Regions from separate parts of the Mus musculus genome. Here region 2 is linked to region 1. The links are chromatin contacts, called in public HiChIP or PLAC-seq maps. All regions are on one chromosome and are shown on one strand. The core of a region is the stretch at or near the end of the contact, and the rest is flanking DNA. Distances in the headings are between cores, read along the strand shown. Region 1 overlaps Gpr107 (G protein-coupled receptor 107). Region 2 overlaps Fubp3 (far upstream element (FUSE) binding protein 3).

Region 1 (6,106 bases), core at 161-2,660:
ACATGGTGGCTCACAATCATCCATAATGAAATCTGATGGCTTCTTCTGGTGTGTCTGAAGTCAGCTACAGTGTACTTACATATAATAAATAAATAAATAAATAAATAAATAAATAAATAAATAAATAAATATTTTTTTAAAAAAAGACTAGTTAAGGCCTTGGGGGTGGGGGTGGGATGACACTCTGTTCTTCTTAACCAGATAGCCTTGAACAAGGAACAGCTCTGGCTTTAGGGGTCTGTAAGCACAATCCTCCCCAGCTCCTTCACTTCAGTGTCTTTCCGTGACAGGCTTGTCCAGCCTTGGTTTTCACTTTCCAAGTAGGAGCCACGATGCTCTGGTCGGTGAGTGAGAGCTGTTGCCAAGGGAAGCCTAGAGACTCCAGCTGGAAGCCCTCAGGAGAAGAGGGAGCTCCCCACTATACTTGTTGTGGGGACAGCCTGCCTGCTGAGGGGACAGCCTGGCTGAGTCTCTGCCCTACCTTTATATGCACTGCTGCTCAGTGTTGGTTGTTAGAACCCTCCCACCTACAGCAGAGTTTTTAAGAGAAGAGGCAAAGAAATGAGTCCCTGATCTAATCACAGAGCCTTGTCACCATCCTTTTGTCCCTGTGTCACTAAGGACATCATGTCTGGAGCTGCTGCCTTGGATGCTCACAGCCACCTGCAGATACCTTCTTTCCCAGTGCTGTCGCGGGAACACTGGAATGTGCCTGTTTCTCTTGCAGCACACAGTGGTGCCCAGAAAAGCCTCAGAGGGTTCTGCTCTCCTCTCAGGACCACCTCACAGGTCTGCCCAGAGTCTGCCAGTGCCTCCCTCCCACAGGGCTCCTGGGCAGCTGGGACTTCTACATGCTCTCGAGCACAGCTCGGAGGGGGTGATTGAATATGTCATAACACCAGTTTAAAACAAGCATATTTAATATATGTTTTTCACCAAAACCAGGTTTTTTCCTACCTCAGACACACACTCAAAATTCCTGAATTGCTACCAACCTGTATCTTCCAACACTATGAAATAACTGATCTCTTACTTAATAAGTAATGCCATTCCAAGGTCATGTAAGACACAATCCAGAGCCCAGGGACTTCTCACAGCACAGGCTGAGATGCACTGCTTCATTAAGTATCAGCAACTCAGTGTGCACACTTCATGGTAGCTGCCCTCCCTCCCCCAATAGCCTGCTCTGTCCAGGGCTGCTGGTGTGTCTCAGGATTGCAGGCCGCGCTTTCTGATGGAGTGCTGCAGTAGTCCAGGGAGGTCAGACTCTCTGACCTGGAGAGTCTCGCCTGAGTTGGTAGCCTGTGTTATCAAGCAAGCATAAATGTGACCTTCGTCCTAGCTCACTGCTGGTTGCATCTGTGTTGGAGACCTGGGGTTGACTGACATGCGCTCAAGCTTGGCTGCAGTCTCTACTGTAGTGTCCATCTGATTAGCTCATGGACTTCGGCTGTACACTGTGCTGGAGAGAGCAGACGCTGACAGAGCCAGTCTGGACCATCCCTTTGGGCCCCTCCTTGAGCAGTGCTGATGATGGGTTCTGGAGTCAGAGGGAAGGAGGAAGGGCAAAGGAGCACAGGCTTCCCCTGCCCGGTGGTCTTTGGACTTTTTAATTGATTGATTGATTGATTGATTGATTGATTGAGGCAGGTTGCTCGTCCTGAACTTCTAAACTCTAGATTTTCCTCTCAGCCTCCTAAGAAACTGGGGCCTCTGTAGATCTGAGCCACCTGTCCTGCTGGCCCACTTTCATTTCTGTCACTGATGATATGGTCTGGCACAGAACAAGATACATACCCTAGTGGTTTAGCTCATTTACCTTTGACCTCTCTTGGGCTGTTGCTTTAAATGCATGTAGGAGTGAATTGGGATCAGTTTTCACAGCCTCCAGACGCATGAGAGGAAGTGCCCTGTGCTCTGAGGAACCGAGCCACTGGCAGTTACAGCCCTTTCCCCTGCTGACTCCCCCAAACTGTCTGAGGTTTGTTGGTGGGATTTCCTTCTGAAGGCTATAGAGCCCCATTAACACTTTAAAGCCAGTGTTGTGTCAGGTCTCTGGCCTGTGGCCTCTCTCCTGCTCCCAGGGACAGGTGATGGGGTTCGCCCCCACAGGGAGACCCTCTGCCCCAGGAGTGACTTTGAGCAGACTCATGCAGATGGGAGGATGGGCAGGCGGGATCAACTGCTCAGCCTGGGCACTGCAGTGAGGAGCAGGGCGTGGGTGGTAGGCCAGTGGAATGTCTTAAGCCTGAGGCTTTCTTTACACAGAGGCAGAGGCTTTAAGAAGCTGACCCTGTAAGTTAGTAGCCCATGCTGAGAATGGCACTGGCAGTCCCCAGCAGGAACTATGATGGCAGTGGTCAGAAGGTCAGAAGCTGGGGCTTGCCTTTCGCTGATTTGGAGTGTAGGTGGAGAGAGCGTGGCGCTGAGGGAAGTGGCCTTGGGCTCCAGTGGAGGCCTGGCTTCTCCACTTACAGGCTGTGTATGGCTAGCCTTCACCAGGCCAGCTCACTCATCCCAGACAGGTCACTGACAGTGTGGCGTTCTACACAGAGGAGCCTGTGAGATGAAGCAGAAGAAATGGCAGTGCCTGTATCTCTCCATAGACAGTAACAATCATGGTGGTTCTTATTGGTTTTGGATAGTTTCCAAACTGTCAAAGGAAGTGAGCTGGGGGCAGGTCTGATCTGTCTCTGGCCTTCTTAGGGGTTTTGTTATAAGATTTGAAAAAAAGTTATTTCTATATAATGGGGGTTAGGGTGTGCTATACATGCATGCAGAGCCTGAGGACCAGAAGATGGGCTCAGGTCTCCTGGAATTGGAGTTGCAGGCGGTTGTGAGCCAACTGATGTAGGTACTGACAACCAAGCTTGAGTCCTCTGCAAGAGCAGCAATACACTCTTAACAGTAGAGCCACCTTCCCACCCCCCCCCTTTCGGAAGTACTTTTTTCATATATGTTTATAGTATATTTGATTACATTTTCCCATCCCTTTTATCACCCACTCACTCCTTTTGGAATCCTTAACTTCCCCTTCCTTTCATGTCATTTATTTTTTTAAAGAACTTTTTTTGTGTGTGCGTGTGTGTGCACATGCATGAGCACATATGTGTGTGACATGTGCTGAGGTCGTCGTGACGGTCAGCAGATGCCTTTCTTGAATCTGTCCTCTCTTTTCCTATGTGGGCCCCGGAGATGGGGTCAGATTGTCTGGTTTGGTAGCAATCACCTTTACCTGCTGAGCCATCTTACTGGCCCTTAATTTTTATTTTATTATTTGTGAGTGTGCACATATGTTCATGAATATGCAACAGAGTGGGGGAATGTGTGAGCCATAGAGCTCTTGTTGAAGGTCCTGGGGGCACTATTAAGGAGTTGATTTTCTTCTTATTCCATGGGTTCTGGGGATTGAACTCAGGCCACCTTTTGCCTCCTGAGCCTTCTCGCCGGTCCCCAGCCAAGTTTCAGGATTGCCTGGTGTGGCGTACTGTGGGGTTATTTCCAGGGCCATGGGCAGCCGCTGGTGAGAAGCGGCTCCTGCTCCCTTCCACAAGAGCTGTCACCATGCCTGGGTAGGAGGTGGCAGTCCGGGGAAGGGCGGCAGCACTTCCCATGTGCAGGAAGAAGGGGGCCGTGCCAAACTGCAGGCTCCGCAGTGGCCCGGCTCCTTGGGGGGAAAGAAGAGTGCCTGTGCCCTCCCCGGGGAGCTCCAGCAGCTCTGGACTGTGGCCATGTTGCTTATTGCTGGACCGGGGCTAGATTCCAGAAGAATCCTTTAATTTATGCCAGGTGGTAGTAGCACACACCATTAATCCCAGCTCAGGCAGAGGCAGGCAGATCTCTAAGTTCAGAGGCCAGCCTGATCTACAGACCAAGTTCCAGGACAGCCAGAGCTACACAGAGAAACCCTGTCTTAAAAACAAGCAAAATGAAGCTCTGGCCCATTCTGGTGTTCACTGAACAGGATCCTCTGCCCTAACGAGGCTAACCTCCAGATGAGGAACATGGCCAGGAGAAGGACGCATGGGCCAGGGGCAGGCACGTGGAGTACAGTGGTGTGACTGAGGGCTCCTGGCTCCCAGTCATAGTGTTTCCCTTCTTGCCTGCTCATTCTTTGACCATATTTGCTGCTCCAGTGTGGCCTAGTCAGAAATAGCCAGCCTAGCCTCCCTCCGCAAGCTTGCACTCCCATGAGAGCCCAGCTCCCTGTGGTTCAAGGAGCAGCAAGCTGTCAGCCTCCTAGACTCCTGGGAAGTCTTTGGAAGAGAGAGAAGAAAGGGAAGCTTGGGGTTCCAGGCTGTGACACTCCCGATGCTGAGAGCCTCCCCTCTGTGGCTGCTGCTCCTCTGCTCGTCAGTCCCATGTGGCCGGCAGCGCTGTTTCCAGGAGAGCCTGGGTGCTGGTAGTCCCAGCTTCACCTGGGTTCCAGTATTACTAGAGTCTGGCTTTCTACCAGTCACAGTGCTACCTTCGATGCAGGCTAGCCCCATATAATTCTGACAGGATTCTGATAAATATTGTAAGAGCGTCCAGGGGCTGAGTGCGAGCCGTTTGCTGCCCGCCTTTGTCCTGCTGGCTATCCCAGTAACCCTAAGGCTAGATATTATTGTTCCTGCCTTAACAGATGAACAAATTGAAGTCCAGACCAAGAGGGTAGAGGATTTGCTTACTGTCACATGTGTACCAGGCAGCAGAATTGAGGTTTGAACCCTGGCCATACAGCTGCGCTCAGCCTGCTCTGTTGAGTGTTCTCTTTCAACTCCAATGCATGCGTGTAGGGCAGAGTGTGTCAGGGATGGCCAGAAAGACCCAATTAGCAGGACTGTAGCTCTGGGGTCCATACCACGCCCCTCTCCCAAGCCCTAGTGCAGGAAAACCCAGCTTGGGGCCTGAGAGGCCAGACTCAGTGCTAAGTAATGTCATGAAATTAGCAAGGATGTTCTCATGATTTAGGAAATGGCCTAGAACTTGTCACATTCTCCAGGACCTGTTTGTCATCCCTAGGAGTGCTGGGTAGCGTGACGCTGTTCTGAAGTGGACCCTCGTGGTGTGAGGGTGTGAGGCACACTGGCTCAATTACAGAGCTGCATGTAGCCTGCCTCCCTTCAGAAATCAGAGTGTCTGTGTAGCCTGCAGGACTGATGTGGCCTGTGGTGCTGGGGGGTGCCCATGTGTCACTTCCTGCTCTTACTCCCCAGGATTAGCCCACTAAGGTCTGCGGGGGCCTCAGCCCCTCCTTCCCGTGCTGTCTGCCTCCTCATTTCCTTCATGGTTCCTTGTAGGACTCTTTAGTTCCTGCCCTTGTCAGCCAGCCAGTGTCCAGGTGAACTTGCTGCTTGCTGCCCTGACCTTGGTAACAGCCTAAAACTCCCCAGGGCCCTTAGACTCAGTAAGGACAAGTTCACAGTCTATGTCTTCACCTTGCTTGTCTGTCCCTGTCACCAGCGTCCTCAAGGTCCAGCATGCTGAACCCTCTCTTGCCCATCCATGAGGCTGCCCCATGGGAAGGGAGAGCATTAGTGGTTGCCCTGATGGCAGGCTGAAATACCCTCCAGCTTTGGCCTACTCTGCTGCAGTGGGGTGAGAACAGGCCCTGTCGTGGAGGCAGGAGATGGAGGGCTGTGCATGTGGATGGAAGCCAAGGCCTAGGACATTGATTCACCTAGTATGTCTCGACTGTAGCATCTGTCCTCAGGAGCACCCCTCCCAGTGCCTAAGTGGGGTGTCCCTGAGAGCAGGGAGGAGGCTGCATCTGCCTAGAGCACTGCTTGTACCCGATGCCTGGTGCAAGTCAGAACTTGCTCACTGAGTATTGACGGATGAACAAAGGGTGAGAACCAGAGAGTTTAATGTTAAACCAACAGCAACAAACAAACAACACAGTTCTCAGACATGTAGAGAGATGAGAGTGTTGGGCAGTCTGCCAGTTGTTGCCCCATGCCTGCTGGGTGTGTATATACTTGCTCCTGTTGCTTGTATGAACATGTGTGTACACACATACACATGGACACACATACACAAGGACACACACAAAGACAATGTATCTCTGGACTTCAAAACTCTCAGAAGGCCTCTGACAGAACTCTAGTTGTTAACCGCCTTGCTA
Region 2 (5,844 bases), core at 2,040-4,539, 390 kb after region 1:
CCGAATAGAGCCTTTGAGCTGGGTGTGGTATCATATGACTTTATCCTTGCACTTGGGAGGCATAGATGGAATGTTTGAATCCAAGGCAGCCTAGTCTACATAAGAAGCCCCGGTCCAGCCAGAGGTATATAGAGGAGGGTTGGAGGGGAGCTAGAAATTGAGATTGATAGCCAGCGTCATGTATGAGTGCTAGAGAATTGCCCAGCACTGTGGTGTTCTCTATTGTGTATGTTGTTGTGTTAGGGGTCTTGTTGGGATTGGTTTTGTTTTCGGTGCTGGGGATGAGCTTAGGACTGTTGGCAAGCATGCTGTGTAGTCACCTTACACAGGGCTGACCAGTCCTGACATTACCCATTCATAAGCAGACCCAGCTCACGGTTTCATGTACAGGATGCTGAGCCCCTGCCACCGTGCTAAAGTGCATCCTGGCAGGCCTGGCCTCTGCTAGGGGTCGTTGGGCCTTGAGGGCTGGTGGGTGCCAGGTATTGGCCCCATTAGAGTTTCGTGAATGCTTGTATTGCTCCAGATAGGGAGAGACGTGGGGAAAGATCCCTGTGTGCAGGCTGAGGACAGTTCCTGTCATGGTGACGTGGTGGCAGAGCTATTTATGCTGTTGCATTTCTTCTAAGTGCTGCACTCCCCTGAAAATGGACTGTATTCGATCCTTTCCATGATGGGTAAAAATCCAGCTGTGTGAGAAAGGCTTGAAAATGTATGCTTTTCTAAGGTTGTTTTTTGTTTTTTGATTTTTTTTTTTAAAGACTACTTGTATGTAGCATCCCCTAAGGTAAATGTTTAGATTTAATTGCTTTCTGTGGTGCTGGGCAATTGGATATTGTCCACAATACACTGCATGCTACGTTTCTAAGTTTGTGTGAAAGAGCCGATGAAGTCTTTTTTTTTTGAAGGCACCTGATGAACAGGATAGTATTTAACAAAAAAGTCTCTCACAGCACGAGTGAGGCGATTGTGCTGTCCTGCCTTACACTGATTAGGCTCTGCAGGGTGCTGGGTTTCCTGGGCACGTACTATCTTAAAAGACATAGGAAACAGATCAGGAAATCAAAAACGTTGACTGTTTTAATCTAGAGCTCATACCTTAATAAATGTCTTGAAGCTCTTTCCATACCCCAGCAGCTCATTACCTGTCCTGGGCTTGATGACCCGTCTGTTACCTCTGCCAGTCACATAAACGTCTGTCTGTCCAGCAGGCAGCTAGGGAGGAAGCTGGTGGAAGCATCTGGGTGTTTCTGCTTTGGCCGGAGATAGGAGGCTTTGGGGTTCCCAAGGAATGCTTGACCAAAGGGACCCCAAAACGACATTCTCTGGGTGTTTGGGAAAGGCCAAATCAGCAAGCATGATTGATTTAAGCTTTCATCTTGGGGATATAAGTTGGTTGCAGAAGTTTGAATTCTGTCTTTTACTAAAAACTTTCTTTGTTTTTAGGGCAGTAATAACAGAAGAATTCAAAGTGCCTGATAAAATGGTTGGATTTAGTAAGTATTGCCTTTTTCCTTAACTCCTGTCTGTTCTTGTCTGTTAGACTCTCTTATGAGCATGTCACCTGTGGTAGCCTGCTAGGGGGACTGTTGCAGGCATCGTGGTCAGTATCATCTGAACATCAGAGTACTTGGCCACCCCTAGCTATGCTTGCCAAGGCCGAAGTCGTTACCTGCTGTGTGTCACATGCATCGTCTGTTGCTGTGACGTCCATGAGCTGAGAGGACTCCCCAGAGGTTGGCTTATAGTGAGCTGTGAGCAGAGTGTAAATGTTTGCTGAGTTAATTAAGCTATCCATGTGTGCTTATGTGTGCAAAGGGGGGCACCTTCTGACCCTGCTCGTTTCATTGCAGTTATTGGCAGGGGAGGTGAGCAGATTTCACGAATTCAAGCAGAATCTGGGTGCAAAATTCAGATTGCCTCAGGTAAGGGCTACTTTCCTCATAGATTCATTTAGTAGAAATCAGTGTTTGACAGCAGTTTCCACAATCTGTGTCTGCTTTTGGTTAGAAGCTAGGGTAAGTATGTGTGATTGCTGTCTGTTTTGCACTTCTGGGGTTGGACCCCACCTGAGCACCAAAATCAAAAGCCAGCCTGGTAATGAGGTTCACGCCTGCCTCCTAGGGCAACACTCAACTCTGGCCAGTGTGGCCTCCTCCTCCTAACACCTGCTGGCTGGGCTAAGACATATGTTTTCTGCACCAGAATGTGATGCCAGGCATAGTGGGGCCTGCACCCAGCTTCCCTGTACAAGACCATCCTTCCACTTTGTGGGGAGGACAGTAGGGCTCCTGGCTGAGTGGGGGTCAGACACCTTTCTGGACTGCTCAGACATTCTTTCAGTTCTGACCATTTGACGTTGAAAGACACTGGTTAAAGAACAGTTTTATTTGAGTTGTAGTTTTAGTATGTCATCCGAGTGTGTCCTCGCTCCATTTGAGAGGAGGAGAGGTCTGGAGACATTCCTGTAGAGAACGTTCGTCATTTATACAATACTCACTTCAGTGTCTTAAAAGCAGTAATGGCTCTTAGCGATTTGTCTTGAGGATTTTTTGTTGGTTTTTACAGTGCCAGGGAGTAAAAACAGTTTACATACATAGGCTAGGCGAATGCAAGCTCCCTCTTTCAGTGTTTTGAGAAAAGATTTTTAAGGAGTTTTTAGGGTCAGTTTAAAACATATGGGTAAATAAATAAAACATGTGGGTGTTGGAAACAAAGGGTTTTCTCTCCTGTCAAATGGCCCAGAGACCAGTAGCACATCCCTGCTGCCGATTTCTTGGGATGTGAATACAATAAATGCTGTAATCCTGGCGTGTTTATAAAGTCCTGAGTACACCGCAGAGCCGTCTGCAGGCTGGTGACTATGGAGCTGCTCTGCACACAGTGTGAGGGAAACCTGAGGGAGTGACTGCAGTGCTAAGGAGCCTCTGGGCAAGTCCGAGTGAGTGGGGCTTGGTAATTAGGACCAACTCACAGAGCTCTGCTGTGTCCTGCTGGCTCTCTGTGGGACTCAGTCTCTAGGTTGAGAACTAAAGTTCTGTCCCCCAGCAAAGCAAACTGGTCTTTTTGGGAGACTGTGCTTCTGTGGGGGTGGTGTAGGAACCAGCCCCAGAGAGAGACAGTCTACACACAGAGGCAAAGGCACACAGCTGCCTGATGCCCACCAACACACCTCATCTTCTTGATTCTTCTTATAGAGAGTTCTGGGATTCCAGAGAGGCCCTGTGTACTTACCGGAACCCCAGAAAGTATTGAGTAAGTTTGTTTTATTTACTTTTTCCTTTCACTTCTTCTTCCTCCTTCCCCAAGTGAGGAGAAACGGAAGGGCAGTACTGCTGCTGCATACTGTCCCTCTGTGCTGAGTCTGCCCACAGCACACCTCCAGTAGCAGAAAGACCTGGGAGCTTACCACACCACACCAGGACAGCTCTTCTTTTAGCCCAAACACACAAGCCCAGAATGCCTCCTAGCTGTCATGACCTCTCCATAAATCAGGGGCTGAGCAGTGGACACTCATCCTGGCTAATCACACTAATCAGCAACCTCCTTGTTAACACCTCCCATACCTGAACAGACCTGGATCAGAGGATTTGATCACTTTGTGAGCTTAAAAAACTGGGTACCAGGCGTTTTCCCTGGGCCAATTGATCTGCTTACTCTTTTGATGCTTGCGAACCAAGTGAATCCACTGTCCTTTGCTCCACTCACAGAGCCTGTGAACCAGTCAGCAGGTGCCTTGGCCCAACATGTGACATTGCTGTTGGCAAGAGCCCTGATAATTTGCCTTGCTTCCCTGTCCTGATACATGCTTGCTCAGAGCCCTATACCAAACACAAAGCTCATAGACCCACGTACCTCCAGAGGAGCAGGACTGCAGGCTGGAGTGGTTCGCTTTCCCCTTTCGGTCTGTACAGTAGTGTTTGGCTAGGGGACAGGGGAGCTGAGATTATGTCTAGCTCAATAGGTAGGGTTGTTTTATTGTTTCCATTTCTCAGGGAGCCTAGATGGGTTTAAATTCTCTTGTTCTGCTATAACATTGCAAGCGATGAACCAGAATAAATACCACTGGCAGGTGTGCATTATAGGGCAAGCTGGATGGTTGTGCTGGAGTCCCAGCATTTTTTTCCAGCACAGGTTAATCTAGTACACTAGCAAAATACTAAAAAGCTGCTGCAGCTGAGAGCCCATAAGATGATTCTGCACACAAAGGCTCAAGACTGCAAAAGACGGCTCGCCCTTCCTACTCCTAAACGCTCCCACTTTGTGTCTACCCAAGGAGCTCCAGCTTGAGAGTAAGCTTGAGGAGGAATATCTCTCTCCAGCACAGACAGCCTTCTGCTTGATGAATCTGTTTCTCTTACAACAACAACAAATTGTGATGACTTAAAGAATACATTCTGCAAATAACAGCCAGGGAAGATTCTGGTGCAGAAAAGGAAACTGGCCCAACATGTGATATTGTAGGCTGGGTTGTTCGGTTGATACCTTGCAGAAATGAAGACAGATAGCAGGGCTATGAAGCACAAAGTCCCTACTGGGCTGCACCAGTCAGGTGCTCCCTGGAATACAGCTGCAGCAGGATACTGCCCCTTTTGTCCTGAACCACACTGGAGATCCAGACTGAGCTGGAAGTCCTCAAGCAGTGTTGCTGGCAACACGGAGACGTTGGAATTGAGAGGCTGAAGCGTGGCTACTAACCCTTGCTTTCTCCGTCTCTCTCATCGCTCCTTCTCCCCCACCCTCGCTAACAAGTGTGCTGAGTGTCTCCTGTGAGGGTTGTGCTAGATGGGGGAACAGAGGTGGACAAAGGACAAAAGAGCTGCATTGAAGGAGGCAGGGCTCTGAGGATGCAGGCAGGTGCAGAGGGCAGACATGAGGGGTGGGGTCTGACAGTGGCTAGCTTCTGAGACTCCAGGGGAAACTATGCTGTGCTGTGCTGTGCTGTGCTCTGCTGTGTGTTACCTTTGAATTGCAGTACTGTAGCGTGGCGAATGGTTGAGACCTCCCAGGTTATGAGGCAGGAGCAGGAGCTGGCGCTGGATGGAGGGCTGCCTTGACTCCTTTGTGTTTTCCCTGGTACCTAGAACGTCTTAAACAACCATTTAATGCTGGGTCTCTTGTGATTTTTCTCCCTCCCAAAGACAAGCCAAACGGCTCCTGGGGCAGATCGTGGATCGATGTCGGAATGGGCCTGGCTTTCACAACGATATGGATGGCAACAGCACAATCCAGGAACTTCTTATCCCTGCATCTAAAGTGGGGCTGGTCATCGGCAAAGGAGGGGAAACGATCAAGCAGTTGCAGGTGATTTGAGAACCGTTTGGTGCTGCGCTGGGCTGCCCTTGCACACTCAAGAGCCGAGGCTCCCTTACAGACCTCTCTTCGAATGCCACAGGAGTCCTCCTTTTTTTTGTTTTGTTTTTGTTTTTTGGTTTTGGTCTTTCAAGACAGGGTTTCTCTGTGTAGCCCTGGCTGTCCTGGAACTCACTCTGTAGACCAGGCTGGCCTCGAACTCAGAAATCTGCCTGCCTCTGCCTCCCAAGTGATGGGATTAAAGGCGTGTGCCACCACGCCTGGCAAGAGTCTTTCTTTTGACAGGCATGTGCTGATGCTAAGTGTGTGAGGCAGGAGAGATACCATGGGACAGTTTAAGAGTCAGCGCTCCTGAAATCTGCTTCTTGTTAATAATGACCCATGCTCTTAAATATGCTCATTTAGACAGACTAGGGATATATACCTGGAACTTCACCCCTGGGCTGAGGACAGGAGGATCAGGGGTTCAAGATCATAATGAGTTTGAGGGCATCCTTGGCTACATGAGACCTTGGCTTGGGCGGAAGGGGC

What was found. HiChIP or PLAC-seq counts read pairs in DNA pulled down with a chosen protein or histone mark.
Region 2: a contact with region 1 is called in an H3K27ac HiChIP or PLAC-seq map of microglia, with 4 times the contacts expected there. The contact joins two enhancer-like sites. A contact is called at or near these places in 1 of 39 promoter capture datasets (hippocampal neurons), 1 of 115 datasets of contacts at active chromatin or transcription factors (microglia) and 1 of 9 other capture datasets (embryonic stem cells).

The regions. Positions count from the first base shown.
Region 1 is chr2:31,200,736-31,206,841 of GRCm38.p6, forward strand. The region is part of intron 14 of Gpr107 (G protein-coupled receptor 107); the gene reads left to right. Among named protein-coding and RNA genes, the nearest start is that of Gm22516, 14 kb to the left of the region's middle. Within about 2 kb of position 1,411, at least 25 of the 459 cell types and tissues checked have an H3K27ac peak or open chromatin away from gene starts, as enhancers often do. A contact at or near this core is called in microglia, where this site is marked.
Region 2 is chr2:31,593,397-31,599,240 of GRCm38.p6, forward strand. Fubp3 (far upstream element (FUSE) binding protein 3) reads left to right here. Exons shown (of 18, transcript NM_001033389.4): 4 at 1,447-1,496; 5 at 1,854-1,925; 6 at 3,198-3,255; 7 at 5,142-5,304. Among named protein-coding and RNA genes, the nearest start is that of Mir6998, 16 kb to the right of the region's middle. Within about 2 kb of position 3,290, at least 9 of the 459 cell types and tissues checked have an H3K27ac peak or open chromatin away from gene starts, as enhancers often do. A contact at or near this core is called in microglia, where this site is marked.